Linked DNA regions of Mus musculus: all the other regions are linked to region 3. The links are chromatin contacts, called in public promoter capture Hi-C maps. All regions are on one chromosome and are shown on one strand. Each heading gives the region's core, a stretch centred on a gene start, on an enhancer-like site or on the middle of the called end of the contact. The rest is flanking DNA. Distances are from core to core; before and after follow the strand shown. Region 1 overlaps Slc4a5 (solute carrier family 4, sodium bicarbonate cotransporter, member 5). Region 2 holds the start of Slc4a5 (solute carrier family 4, sodium bicarbonate cotransporter, member 5). Region 3 holds the start of Sema4f (sema domain, immunoglobulin domain (Ig), TM domain, and short cytoplasmic domain).

Region 1 (4,400 bases), core at 1,048-3,547, 340 kb before region 3:
TATTATCTCCCATTGCACACCAGAATCGCTTACAATGGATTGCAGAGCAAACTGGAAAGGCAAACCAGCAGGCTTTCAGAGTGCGGCATGGGAGATTACTGTATTTTTTTGCATGGGAAATTCTGTGTTTTACTACAGTAAAACAGAGAATTTTGTAATCAACAGATTCCACTGGAAAAGCCAAAGAGTGGGCAAGGCTGGAGAGAAGGCTCGACGGCTGAGAGCACCGGCTGCTCTCGCAAGGTATGGACCCCAGCACCTACCTATACAGTGGCTCACAGCCATCTGTAACTCCAGGTCCAGATGATCTGACACCCTTTTCTGGCTTCTTTGGACACTACTGCATGCATGTGGTGAGCACATGTACATACAGACAACACATTTGTATACATGAAATAAAACAAGTGAATTTCAAAAACAATAAGGAAAGTTAAAAGGGGCCTGGCAAGAAGGTTCAGTAGCCAAGCCTGAAGACCTGAATCCTATCCCCAGTACCACAGCATGGAAGGAGAGAGTTGACCTCTGGTGTCATGCATAAACCACAGTACACCTACGCACACACAAAAATAAATAAAACGCAATAGCAAATTTTAAAAGAAAAATCGAAAGACCACTTAATAGAACAGAAACAGATATTTACAACACATAAATCACACAAAAAAGAGAGTACACGCCACACAGAAATCAAATTCAATAGAAAACATGTGATAAATTGAAAGAGAACATTTTCAAGAACAAAGCCAGTTTGGCTATATGGTCAATAAACACAGGATGGAAGCCACCTTTAATCCCAGCACTTGGGAGGCAGAGGCAGGCGGATTTCTGAGTTCGAGGCTAGCCTGGTCTACAGAGTGAGTTCCAGGACATCCAGGGCTACACAGAGAAATCCTGTCTTGAAAAACAAAACAAAAACGAAGAGGGAGAGGGAGAGGGAGAGGGAGAGGGAGAGGGAGAGGGAGAGGGAGAGGGAGAGGGAGAGGGAGAGGGAGAGGGAGAGGGAGAGGGAGAGGGAGAGGGAGAGGGAGAGGGAGAGGGAGAGGGAGAGGGAGAGGGAGAGGGAGAGGGAGAGGGAGAGGGAGAGGGAGAGGGAGAGGGAGAGGGAGAGGGAGAGGGAGAGGGAGAGGGAGAGGGAGAGGGAGAGGGAGAGGGAGAGGGAGAAGGAGAAGAAGAAGAAGAAGAAGAAGAAGAAGAAGAAGAAGAAGAAGAAGAAGAAGAAGAAGAAGAAGAAGAAGAAGAAGAAACAACACAGGACGAGGGGAACAAAAGAATTAGAAACTCAAGGCGCTTAGAAACAAAAGGTCAAAAGAGTGTTGTCAAGGGAACCTGGGCCTTTCTGCCTCCAAAGTCTGGCTTGTGGGATTGTTTGTTGTTGCTTTGATTTCATACTGGAGATTAAACCCAGGGTCTCCTCAATGCTGGACAAGCAGGCTCTAAGCCTAATCTTATTCTTAAAACATTTATTTCTTTTATTTGCATGTATGTCTGTGTAAATGAATGTCATGCATGTGCAGGTGCCTCTCGTGGCCACTAGAGGGCATCATGCCTCCCCAAGTTGGCAGAGCATTGTGAATCACCCAATGTGGGTGCTGGGAGCCAAACTCTGGAAGAGTAGCAAATACTCTTAACTGTTGAGCCATCTTTGTAGCCCCTTTGTTTTCTTTCGAAAACAGGATGACTTTGAATTTGTGATCCTTCTGCCTCAGTCGCTATGGAGCTGGGATTACAGGCCTGGGCCACTGGGCTGGGCAAAGTCTGTGCTCTTTAATTTGTAAAACTCCTTCAGCCCAGTGCTTTCTTGATGTCCATTCTTTCAGAAAACAGAGCCCCCTGGAGGGACTAAGATGCAGTGTTCCTTCCCCCCACCAAAAATTAGCGCACGCGTGCGCTCACACACACACACACACACACACACACACACACACACACACGCAGGTACCAAATAAATTGTGGGAACAGGCTCTCTCTTTTCATCATGTGGGCCTTGGGGATATAACTCAGACCATCAGCCTTGGCAGCAAGCATGGCTGCCCGCAGAGCCATCTCACTGTGCTGAGTCTACCTCAAAACACTCTGGATGCAGATCCTGACTGCCCGCAGGAGATACTTACCTTGGTGGGAAAATAGCGGCTGAACTTGAATTTCTTCAGAGTCAAGGTCATGGAGTAAGTCCCAAAGAAAAGGATGAAGGACATGAGCGCCAGGTCTGGGACGAACTGGCAGGAGCTCCCGAGCAGGCGCCCGCCGTAGCTCAGGCACTCCTTCTTGCTCAGCAGGGACCAGTCCAGCGCTGTGAGGTTAAGGGGGGTGTACTTGGAGACCAAGCACAGAAGAAAGGGGGTCAGGACCCTCCTGTTAGGCAGTGTGTCCTTCCTGTGACCCAGGTAACCACACCACCTCCAAACCTTCAGGGTCCCTAGCCCTCCTGTCCAATATCAGACATGTTCTTGGGGGCAGGCTGTACAGAGAATGATAAGCAGGCAGCTCCCTAGAAAGATTAGGGACTGAAAAGTGTTTCTCTGGAGTGTTCTGGGATCTGTGGCTTAGCGGGCAGGAGGGAGATGGTTTCTCCCTCAGTAGGTCTGTCTCCTATTCCTGTCCTTCCCAGAGACACTAGTGTGGCTGTTTCTTTCCCCATGACACACCCTCATTAACTTCTTCTTGCGTCACTTCAACTCTCAGCGCCCCAAATGCTCAAATTCAGGCTGTGGGCTTCACATGTGTGAATTTAAGCAGTTACAGATTAAAAGAAAAAATTGTACTTGTGTTAAACATGAAGACTCCTCCCATTATTCTCGAAATACATTCTATAGCAGCCATTTACACATCATATATAGTGTATTCTGCACTGTGGATAATAAGATGATTTAAAGAATGTAGAGTATGGCGGCAGGTTAGTTCAAACGCAACATTTTGTAAAAAAGGATTTGAGCATCCATGGGGTTTAAGTATTCTAGTGGACATTGGACCCACTCCTTTGTGGATATCAAAGGATGACTGCATTTATATATTTCCAACAGTCATAAAAGGAGAAAGGAAAGGAAAATAATTTATGATAAAATTTCACTCATACTTTTGACTATTTTAATTATGTATCAATGCGTGTAACATTGTTTGTACTGTGCATGTGGGTGCCTGAAAAGGCCAGAAGATGGCGCCAGGTCCCCATGGAGCTCTTGTGAGCCACCTACTATGAATCCTGGGAACTGAGCTCTGGTCCTTTGAAAAACCAGTCAGTGCTCCTAATTGCTGAGTCATCCCTCCAGTCCAAATATATACTTTTAAAAGTTAGTGTGCTCATGTTTAGAAATAGCTACTTAGTGAAGCAAACAGATGTTTGCAGTAATCCTCTGAGAGTGGGCTAGTTGTGTGTGGGAGCAATAGGTGGTTACTTTAAACTGCCAAGTTGATTCAATCTAGAATCACCTGGGAGGAACTGTATACATGAGGTTGACCTGTGTGACTATGTCTGTAGAGGATTGCCTTGACTGTGTTCATTGATGTGGGAAGACCCAGTCCACCATAAGTGGCACCATTCCCTAGACAGTGCATCCTGGACTGTGTAAGAGTGGAGACAGCCAGCTAGCCAGTAGAGCATACATGCATTCATTCCCGACTGGGTGCACACGACTCACTGCTTCAAGTGCTTGTCGCCTTGCCTTCTCTGCAGTGATGAACTGCAGCCTAGGACTGGGAGCTGAATAAACCCTTTCTCCCTTAAAACGGTTTTCCTTTGCCAGGGTGCTTTATCACGTGAAGGTAAGGACTGAAAAGCCAATGTAAAGACAGACCAAAGCATCCCAGCTGGTCCATTGGAGCCCAGATCCCAGCACATAGCCCCTTACATAAAACAGGCACTGGCAGGGCTGGAGAGATGGCTCAGTGGTTAAGAGCACCGACTGCTCTTCTGAGGGTCCTGAGTTCAAATCCCAGCAACTACATGGTGGCTCACAACCATTCATAATGAGATCTGACTCTCTCTTCTGGTGCATCTGAAGACAGCTACAATGTACTTAGATATAATAATAAATAAATCTAAAAACAAAAACAAACAAACAAAAAAAAAAACAGGCACTGGCAGGTAGGCACTGCCCCAGTCTGCTCTTCTCAAAGTCTTATGTGTGAACATTTTTGGCTAATAGTCAGTTGAGGTAGATATGAACTGAGCCATTAGTTGCCTGTGCAAGGGAACTTGAGCAACCTTAAGGTCACTCACGGCTTACAAAGCTGCCCCACGGCTACATGCTCCCCTTTACCTGGATTATAATTTTGCATCCTTCCATCTACTTAGGCTGGAGAGGCCTACAGCCCACACTTCCTTCCCATTTTTCAGGAAGGCAGGGCAGCTAAGGTCCTTGGAGGCTATTAAGCCAAAAGGCTGATCAAATTCATTGAGCAGGGGG
Region 2 (4,272 bases), core at 1,048-3,547, 300 kb before region 3:
ATGAGCATGTGAAGGGCAGTGTGGCTGCAACTCAGTGAGCTGCCCAGGGGGATGACAAGATGTCAAACGATGGCCTGAAGGCATCCCTGGCTCCCCTGGCTCCTCCCATCTCCTCCGTGTGTTTTCCAGACTACTTGCTCATCAGCCCCCTCACTCAACCTCCCACCAACTGTCCGCAGACTGACCTCATGAAGCTTTCCCACCTCTTCTGAGTCTCTTATCTCTTCAGTTTCTCCGACTTCTGCCTTCAATTATTGATCACTTGGTCCTTCCCTGTCCGTATTTTGAAGAACTCTTTTCAAACCTAACCTCTCTCTCCCCTGAAACTTCCCGGTAGAGCCAGGCATTCAACAGCACCCAGACAAGGACCCACCACGGACCACGATCATCTTCATGTTGAACGTGTCCTGGAGTCCCAGAGGTAGGAGACACAGTCCACCTGGACATGAGTCACACAGTTAGCGCTTACGTGTGAGCATGATACACCTGTCACAAGGCTTAGACCACAGATGGCCCTATTGCCTCTTACCGCCACCAACCCCAGGATGCAGGCTCAGCACTCATGGAAGAAAACCTCTGGCCGTGGAACCTTCCGCTTGGCCTTGTCTGCACCCTTCCTGTGTCCCTCAGAGCCAGCCCCAACCATTAGTCCCTCTCAGTAAACTTCTTAGGCTTCTAGCCCACTTCCGAGAGGAAATAAAGGCATGCAGGTGTGAAGTCCACTAGATTCCTCTCTGCTAGCCTGTACCCTGCTGCCCACCACCCTTGGGGCCGATCCTTCCTCCACTCACCGTCCTCAGCACCTCGTCCAACAGCCCCTGCTGCCTCCCCAGCCTCATCACCTCTGGGTACCCCATCCATGGCCTGGCAGCAGCCGAGTTCGCTCTTTAAATATTCCTAGCAAGCTTGTGCAGTGGACTTCCAGAATCATAGCGTTCTTTGAGGGGGACCCTGTCCACACAGGGTAGAAACGATTTTCTTAGCAGAAAAAAGTGCTAGTAACTTCTGTGGTTATAGACCCGCAATGAACGTCACTGATCTAGATGTATCTGAGTTTGAAATGTTTCTATTGTTTTAAACTTATTTCACTGGCTTATTGAGTTTAAGGAAATTTCTTTTTAAAAAAAGGTAATTTGTGTAGGCATAGTGCCTTTATGGCAATACACCTTTAATCCTAGCTCCTGGGAGGCAGATGCAAAGGGATCTCTTTGAGGTTGAAGCCAGCTTGGTCTACATTGTGAGTTTCCAGAAAGCCAGGGCTACAAAGAGAGATCCTATCTCCTAAATAAATAAATATACAAATATATAACCAACCATCCTAAAACAGAACAAACAAACAAAAACCTCATTGTTTTCTCTTTTCTCCCTTCAAATTGGGAGATGACTATGGCTCTTTGATTCTGAAGAAACAAACCAATTCCCTATGGGATCAGTCTATTAGCTACTGCTCAGTTTTGGATTTGCCTTGCTGGGAACGGGACCCAGGACCTGTTTGCACTTAGCAAGCAATCCACCACTGGGCTGCATCCCTAGCCCGATAGCAACTCAAGTGTAGATTTGCTCTCGTGGATTTCCAGCTGAAAAGCCTTGGGTGGCTCTTCATTACCTAAAGCTTGGGTTTGGTGATATGGTTCAAACCATCGCCAGCAATCTGGACCTAGCCTAGTGCATCCTTGGCTCTGCTGTGCCCAAGCCCAGTCACATCAGAATCACACATACAGTTCTCTGAAAACAAGGACCATACCATCCTTTAGACCTCTGTCCCCTATTTTGTATATCTGCAATCTTCCACATCCTTCAAGGCCAGGAGAAGGCAAATAAATGGACAGATCCTTAAGAGATAGCAGATTAGAAAGCACAGGCAGAGTAGGGGTCTATCCGAGCGAGCACCAGCCTGTCTGGGCAGTACCTGCTCCCTGGAACAGCTGAGCGCTGGAGTCTCCGGAGGTTGGTGCTGCCTCTGGCCCCAGCCTGCTTCTGTGGCTGCTACCCTGGCTGTGGGTCTCCTCCAGTATCCTCTTCCCCACAAAACAAACTCACTTTTGTTTCTAGTTAAGCAGCAAGGGAGGCATGGAGGAGGAGGGCAGGAGAAGGACGAGAGGGAAGGTGGGGGATTGGGGCTCGAGAGAAATAGCGATGGGTGTGAGTGATTTCGTGGAAATCCTGGGAGAAACCAGCAAATGAGAAAGAAAGGGGGCGGGGGAATCTGAGGTATGATGGAGAGAGGAGGCTTAGCGCTGAAGCTCAAACAGGGACCTGTGTGCTCCTCAGCAGCAGGGTGGTGGCAGCTGAGGACTGTGTGAGAACACCTAGAGCTGCCCCTCCCCCGCCCGCTCCCCGCGGGCCCCTCCCCCTCCCCTAGAGCCCTTCCGGACAGACCTGGAGGCTCCAGTAGAGCAGGGCACCTCTCAGGCTCCTTATAAAGGCTGGGGCTGGGAGGTAGCATTTGTACACAACCCCCCTAGGGCCTCGTTAAGATCTTGAGATTTTGGTGGCAGGTGAGCAGTCTGTAATAGCCTGGCAGGCCTGGTGCCCTGGCCAGGACAGCCTCACCAACCGCTGGGAGTTGGGCGTGGAGGTTGGGTTGTTGTTGTTGGGGGGGTGGGGGTGGTGCTTGCTGTGGGCTTTAAAATGTTGCATGGGGCTGGATTAGCTCTCTTCACAACTTTAAACCAATTCCTGGATTTGCTGTTTGTACCCACTTCTACGACAAAATGACAAGCGTTGTCACTGAGTGGATGTTTTCTGGGAGCCCATGGACAGCAGGAACTGGTCACTTCGGGGGCATGTATGAACCCCATGGGGGAATTACTTTGCTCTCTGAGAAATGTCTAATCTGGGGTTTGGCTCAACAAGTGCTTACCATGTGCAAGGTTGAACGGAGGTCACAGAGGCTCAGAGGCAGCACTACAAACTCGGTTCCGAAGTCTTAGAATTGGGAGGGGGCTTGATGATGATGAAGTGCAAACCTTCAGTTCACAGATAAAAATGGGGAGTTGGTGGACACCTCAGAAAGCCCTGGTGCAGGTGAGTTGTCTGGGGAGAGCTGGCTACATACTGTCCCATGCCCGGGTCCCTGACCACATTGTCATACTTGAGGTTAGACGATCAAGCAGGGTCTGTTTGAGATGGGGGTTAAGTGCAGCCCAGATGGGCCTCCAGGGTCTGAGACACAGGATGAAGTCTGGTGCGTCTGAGATTACAGGCCAGGGTGCTGGTGCTGTCGCAACATCATCAGAGAGCACTGGGGCTTGAATGGGGCCTCTGTTATGCTGGGCCAGCCCTCTACTCACTGAGCTAAAACTAGCTCCAATCTGAGACATCCTCCTGCATCACACTCCTAGTTCAGGGATTACAAGTGTGCACCACCATGCCTGGCTCCCACTCTGCCCATGTAAAGAAACAGAAATATGATCAGGTTCATGGGGAGCTCCAAGCAAAGTTACCATCACAGAGTCCCCAGCAGTGGACATCCCAGGAGTGTCCCCACTGAGGGTCCTGGCCTCATAGATTACACTCCACTGTGAGTGTGGTCCTACTGAGTCCTACTAAGTCCTACTGAAGCACCCTCTACAGGACACACTAAGTCAGAGGCAGGGTCTACCTCCACACCCAAAGAAAGATTTCAAAGCGCACGCCTTTAATCCCAGCACTTGGGAGGCAGAGGCAGGCAGATTTCTGAGTTTGAGGCCAGCCTGGTGTACAGAGCGAGCTCCAGGACAGCCAGGACTACACAGAGAAACCCTGTCTCAAAAAAAAAAAAACAAAACAAAACAAAAAAAAAAAAAAAAAAAAAAAGAAAGAAAGAAAGAAAAAGAAAGATTTCAAAAGAAACTGGAGAGACCGTTAACATTGTAGAGAGGCCAGAGCTGGGTTCATCTCTTGATGCTGCAAATTATTAGCAGTAATTGTATTGGCAATGCAGTAACCTCTGTGAGACTCAGTTTCCCTGCTAACTAAGTAGAAATGATGGCATCCACTTCTCTGAATTCTGGTGGAGAGTAACTGGAATAATCCTAGCAATGTGACAAGCACTCACCGGCCCCTCAAGTGATATTCCTACCATTGCGCTTGTGGCTATGACCAGCTTCCTATCACCAGCCTGCTCCCACCCTGAACATCCCAGGGACCTCGTCCTTTTCACTGTCTGACCCTGCCCCGGCCACTTCTGCTGGGGCCCTTCCCTATCACAGCCCCTCCTTCCTGCCCACTCAAGGTTTATCTTACCACATGTTGGACCACTGCATCAGGGACTTCCCTAAGGTGCTGTGG
Region 3 (4,644 bases), core at 2,050-4,549:
CAAGAAGAACAGGGGCTCCTAACCAGTGAGCCAACTTTCCAGTTCCACACACATTATTATTATTATTTATTATTATTTGTCATTTACTATTATTATTATTTTAGAACTGACTTGATTGAGGTTTTGATTATGGAAAGGAAATGAGATTGCTAGAAGCAAGCCATGACAGACCACAGTTGCCTTCATGAGCTGTGCACCTAATGGGAATGTGATCAAGACTGGAGAGTTGGCCAGGCTTTGCTCAGAAGCTTTTCCCAGTAAGCAAATAATTAACAGAGAGACCTCCTTAGGAGACAGAACAGTGTATGATGAACTGAAGTAGTCTTCATCCTGAGTTAGTGAAAGTTCTCACTGCTCACAGACAGCATGGATGCTGTTCCAGACTTCCGTTTTACAGGTGACTAAGGACTGCCTACTCATCACCATCTCAACTCAGTTGCTATGAGTATTAACACTAACACACAAAAATAGAGGAGCACACTTCTGCATGGCTGGACTTGTTATCTGGTCACTACTGAGACATGCTGTTGGTCTGTAAAGCACCTATTGCGTGCACAGCACAAGTAGAATGTAATTCTGCAATTTTAGAAATGACATCAGGGATGCTTCCAGCTAGTCTTTGTCTTCAGTTGTTATTCATGATTTATTTATTTATTTATTTTTAAAGATTTATTTTATTAATATATGTAAGTACACTGTAGCTGTCCTCAGACACTCCAGAAGAGGGAGTCAGATCTTGTTGCGGATGGTTGTGAGCCACCATGTGGTTGCTGGGATTTGAACTCTGGACCTTCAGAAGAGCGGTCGGGTGCTCTTACCCACTGAGTCATCTCACCAGCCCGTTATTCATGATTTATGATTCTACCAGTTACTGTGATAAAAGACCACAACCAACAGTGACTTATGGAAGAGTTTATTCTGGCTTATGTTTCCAGAGGGAGAGTGTATAATGGTGGGGAGGCATGGTAGCAGGTGATTGGATCAGGAAGCTGAGAAATTACATCTTCAAGTATACCCAGGAAGCAGATAGGACAAAGTTGAGTGAGGCTATAAACTCCCAAAGCCCAACTCCAGTGACATACTTCCTCCAGCAAGGCAGCACCTTCTACAGTTTCAATAACCTCTCTAAATGGTGCCACCAACTGGGGACCAAGTGTTCAAATACCTGAGCCTATGGAGAGCATTTCTCATTCAAATCACCATAATAATTATCTAACTTTTACAAATTCCTAATAGTCATTGTTTACTAGATAATTATCATAATTTTGTTGTGAAGTATCTAGTTAGTCCTTAGTAAGTTGATAGATGTTTACTCACATCCATATTATTTGAAACCCAAGATCTCTCTCTTTCTCTTTAAAAAGTTTTCTCTGTGTATGTGTGAGTGAATGACATGTGTAGGTGGGGGCAGAGGCTGGAAGGCAGTGTTGAGTCTCTTAGTGCTGGAGTTACAGGCAGTTAGGAGTTGCTTTGACATGGGTGCTGGGAACCAAACTCAGCTACTTTAGAAGAGGAGCAAGTTCTCTTAACCACGGAGCTATCGCTCAAAGCCGCCAAGTTCTCTCTTAGCTACACCATAATATATGTTTATTATGGTTTAAGCAGGAATCTTTAAGTAGGAGTTCTTCATAGCTTTATCAACAAAGCAGGTTATAGTTAAATCCATTTATAATTGTATGCTATTAAAATAATTCACAACACTGTATCAAGTTAAATATAATAAGATGGTAAATTTAAATGTGCTATATGGTAACATACAGATTGCATACATAAGCTCATACTACAACCTATACTGTTCATTCCCCCCCCCTTTTTTTTGGTCATTACCACTAAATTCTCTTTCTCAATATGAAAGTGAGGGTTGGTAAAGGGCTTGTTGACATACCTAAGTGGGTAGGAGTTTTAAAAAGCTAAAAACTGCCTGTTTGTAGGAAGTCTGTCAACCCTGCATCTGAGACAGCAAATCCCAATACAGTTCCCAATAGCACACCACTGGGGATGTTAACTTCTGTTTCAGGTCTCCCTCCCAGGATGGCAAGGAGATGATACGGAATCATAAGTGAAACACCTGGTAAGCGCAAGTTCCCTCTGAGACAGGAGGAAGTTACTTCACATGTCAGAGTCCTGCCCTAAACCACAGCTTCTGTAGAAAACCTGGGCACTTGACTCCTTAAAGGCTGCCTAGAAATGAGGTAGTTTTACGTGAAGAACAGGGCCAAGGCACCACTCCAGGTCTACTGCATTGGGTGTATTTCTGTGGAGTCTCCTCTCAAATACACAGTGGTCATTCCTGACTCTGGCCAGCACACTTCCCAGTCTCCTTAGTTCTTTTATTTTATTTATTTTACTTTTTTTTTTAATGTATTCACTATTGTTCTCTTCAGACACACCAGAAAAGGGCATCAGATCCCATTACAGATGATTGTGAGCCACCATGTAGTTGCTGGGAATTGAACTCAGAACCTCTGGAAGAGGAGTCAGTGCTCTTAACCCCTGGACTATCTCTCCAGCCCAATGATTCAAAGTGGGACCGTTAACAATGTCTACTTGATAGAGTCTAGAACCACCCAGAGACAAAACTGGACGAGCTACTGTGAGGGAGTCTCTCGATTTTGTTGAGGTGGGAAGACCCACCCTGACTATGGATGGCACCATACTCTGGGCTAAGCTCTCTTCTTCCTATTGCAGATGCAATGTGACCAGACTTTTCAGTTTTTTGCCACCCTGCTTTTCCATCATGGCAGACTATATCTTCCAACTGTGAACCAAAATAAACCCTTCCTTAAGTTGGACCTTAGCAATGAGAAAAGTAACTAATATATTCATAAGTATATTTGCATTTTAATTTATTTATTGTGTGTATGTGTGTTGGAGGCCATTAGTACCATGGCGTGCATGTGGAAGTCAGAGGACCATCTGAGCAAGTGGATTCTCTGCTTTCCATGTTGTTGGGTCCCGGGGTGGGGGCAGTGGTTAAATCCAACTCAGACTTCAAGTTTAGCAGCTGGCCCCTTATACTCACTGAGCCATCTTACAGGAACAAAAAAAATAAATAAAAATCTGAAAAATCTGGTGCTCTTAGTAGCACAGATATGGATATTTGGGGATTTGGAGCAACTGCTACAAATTCACTGGTGACTCCAGACCTAGGAACGTTTCCATCCTTCTGAGGAAGAAACCCACACCTACACCTGTCCTAGCTCCGCCTACACCTGGGTAGGGCCTCTCTTCCTCGTCCCTCCTCCACTCAATTTTCATTGGTTATAGGAAGAAACCGGTCCTCCATTGGTTCCTTTGTGAGTGGGAGGAGTCGGGTTGTGTTTCATCTCACCGCTGCAGGCCGAGCTCGGCCGAGGGTACCCGAGAGGGGCCGAGGCCCGCGCAGTAGCGGTACTGAGTAGAGGCTGCCCGACGCGCCCCACCCGGCACCAGGCGGAGCCAGAGATGCTGGCCAGGGCCGAGCGGCCCCGCCCGGGCCCCCGGCCGCCTCCGGTCTCTCTCTTCCCGCCGCCGTCGTCGCTGCTGCTGCTGCTGCTGGCGATGCTGAGCGCCCCGGTGTGCGGCCGCGTCCCCCGCTCGGTGCCCAGAACCTCGCTGCCCATCTCCGGTAAGATGCAGGAACCCTTGTCCTCAGCCCTTCGCACGGTACCCTGCCCTTGCCAGCAGGTGCCCACACCCACCTGCCCTGCTAACTCCAGTGACAGCCATCTAAGGCCCCTCTGCACGGTGCACACCCCTGTGGGACCAAAGCTGAGACTTCTACCCTGCATCTTTCTATCTCATCTCATCCCACCCCACCTTACTCCATCCCACCTATCCCACCCCCAACCTGGCCCTGCACCTCAGCTCCCAAGACACAACCAGGGTGCTCCCGAAGCCCCTCTTTTCATTAGGGTGCAGTCCTTTACCCTGTAGACCTGGATACTGAGGCCCATGGAGGGCCTGGGGTTTGCCCAAGGTTGTCCATTTCAGTCCTTTATCCCTGTTGCCCACACATACACCCACACCCATCACTTCATTTCCAAGCTCCTGCTATTCCCTGTCTTCTTGCTCTTTCATTCTAATGGGTCATCCCTAGCCCAGAATTTCCGCCCTTTTAGCTTCATTCCCCCCACCCCCACGTCATCCTTTTAAATGCCCTCCCACCCTCATCCAGACCTGTATCCCTCCTGCCCACTTTCCTTATGGCTGACATCCATCCTCCGCTATCAATTCACTTTAACTTTAATTCCCCGAATGTCCGCTGCTCCCCCTGCCCATTCCCTACTTTGAGTGCTAGAAAACACTTCAATGAGCCCATTCAAAGTTCTTCACACAAAACAAAGGAGGGGCTGGAGAGATGGCTCTGTTGTTAAGAGCATTTGGCGGCTTTCCCAGGAGATCTGAGTTCTGTTCCCAGCACCCATGTCAGTGGCTTACAACCACCTGCAATTCCAGCTCCGAGGGAACAGGATTCTGTGGTTACTTATAGTGCATATATACAGACACTAATATACATACATACATACATACATACATACATACATACACACACACATTATGTTTAAAGAAACATAAAAATTATATATTTAATAAAACAAGATAGGGTTTAGGTTCTTTATGAAGACATGGAAAAAGCATAAATGGTGCTCACAGTTTAAATAC

What was found. Promoter capture Hi-C pulls out the DNA fragments that hold promoters and counts their contacts. Capture Hi-C pulls out chosen DNA fragments and counts their contacts.
Region 1: a promoter capture Hi-C map of stem cell-derived epiblast-like cells shows a contact between it and region 3, with 3 times the contacts expected there. The contact joins the enhancer-like site here to the promoter of Sema4f in region 3. A contact is called at or near these places in 8 of 39 promoter capture datasets (the C10 cell line, the HPC-7 cell line, HPC-7-derived erythroid cells and 5 more), 4 of 484 Hi-C or Micro-C datasets (the G1E-ER4 cell line, embryonic stem cells, large pre-B cells and 1 more), 4 of 115 datasets of contacts at active chromatin or transcription factors (bone marrow-derived macrophages, embryonic stem cells, memory CD8 T cells and 1 more) and 3 of 9 other capture datasets (embryonic stem cells, liver and macrophages).
Region 2: a promoter capture Hi-C map of adipose tissue shows a contact between it and region 3. The contact joins the promoter of Slc4a5 here to the promoter of Sema4f in region 3. A contact is called at or near these places in 4 of 39 promoter capture datasets (the C10 cell line, hematopoietic stem and progenitor cells and pre-B cells), 1 of 484 Hi-C or Micro-C datasets (the HPC-7 cell line), 1 of 115 datasets of contacts at active chromatin or transcription factors (pancreatic cancer cells) and 2 of 9 other capture datasets (adipose tissue and macrophages).

Annotation. Positions count from the first base shown.
Region 1 is chr6:83,277,873-83,282,272 of GRCm38.p6, reverse strand. Slc4a5 (solute carrier family 4, sodium bicarbonate cotransporter, member 5) reads right to left here. Exons shown (of 25, transcript NM_001166067.1): 15 at 2,109-2,309. Among named protein-coding and RNA genes, the nearest start is that of Mthfd2, 38 kb to the left of the region's middle. Within about 2 kb of position 2,297, at least 11 of the 459 cell types and tissues checked have an H3K27ac peak or open chromatin away from gene starts, as enhancers often do. A contact at or near this core is called in embryonic stem cells and stem cell-derived epiblast-like cells, where this site is marked.
Region 2 is chr6:83,235,400-83,239,671 of GRCm38.p6, reverse strand. It overlaps Slc4a5 (solute carrier family 4, sodium bicarbonate cotransporter, member 5), which reads right to left and starts at 2,297. Exons shown (of 25, transcript NM_001166067.1): 1 at 1,910-2,297.
Region 3 is chr6:82,938,424-82,943,067 of GRCm38.p6, reverse strand. Sema4f (sema domain, immunoglobulin domain (Ig), TM domain, and short cytoplasmic domain) reads left to right here and starts at 3,299. Exons shown (of 14, transcript NM_011350.4): 1 at 3,299-3,607. The coding sequence starts at 3,445.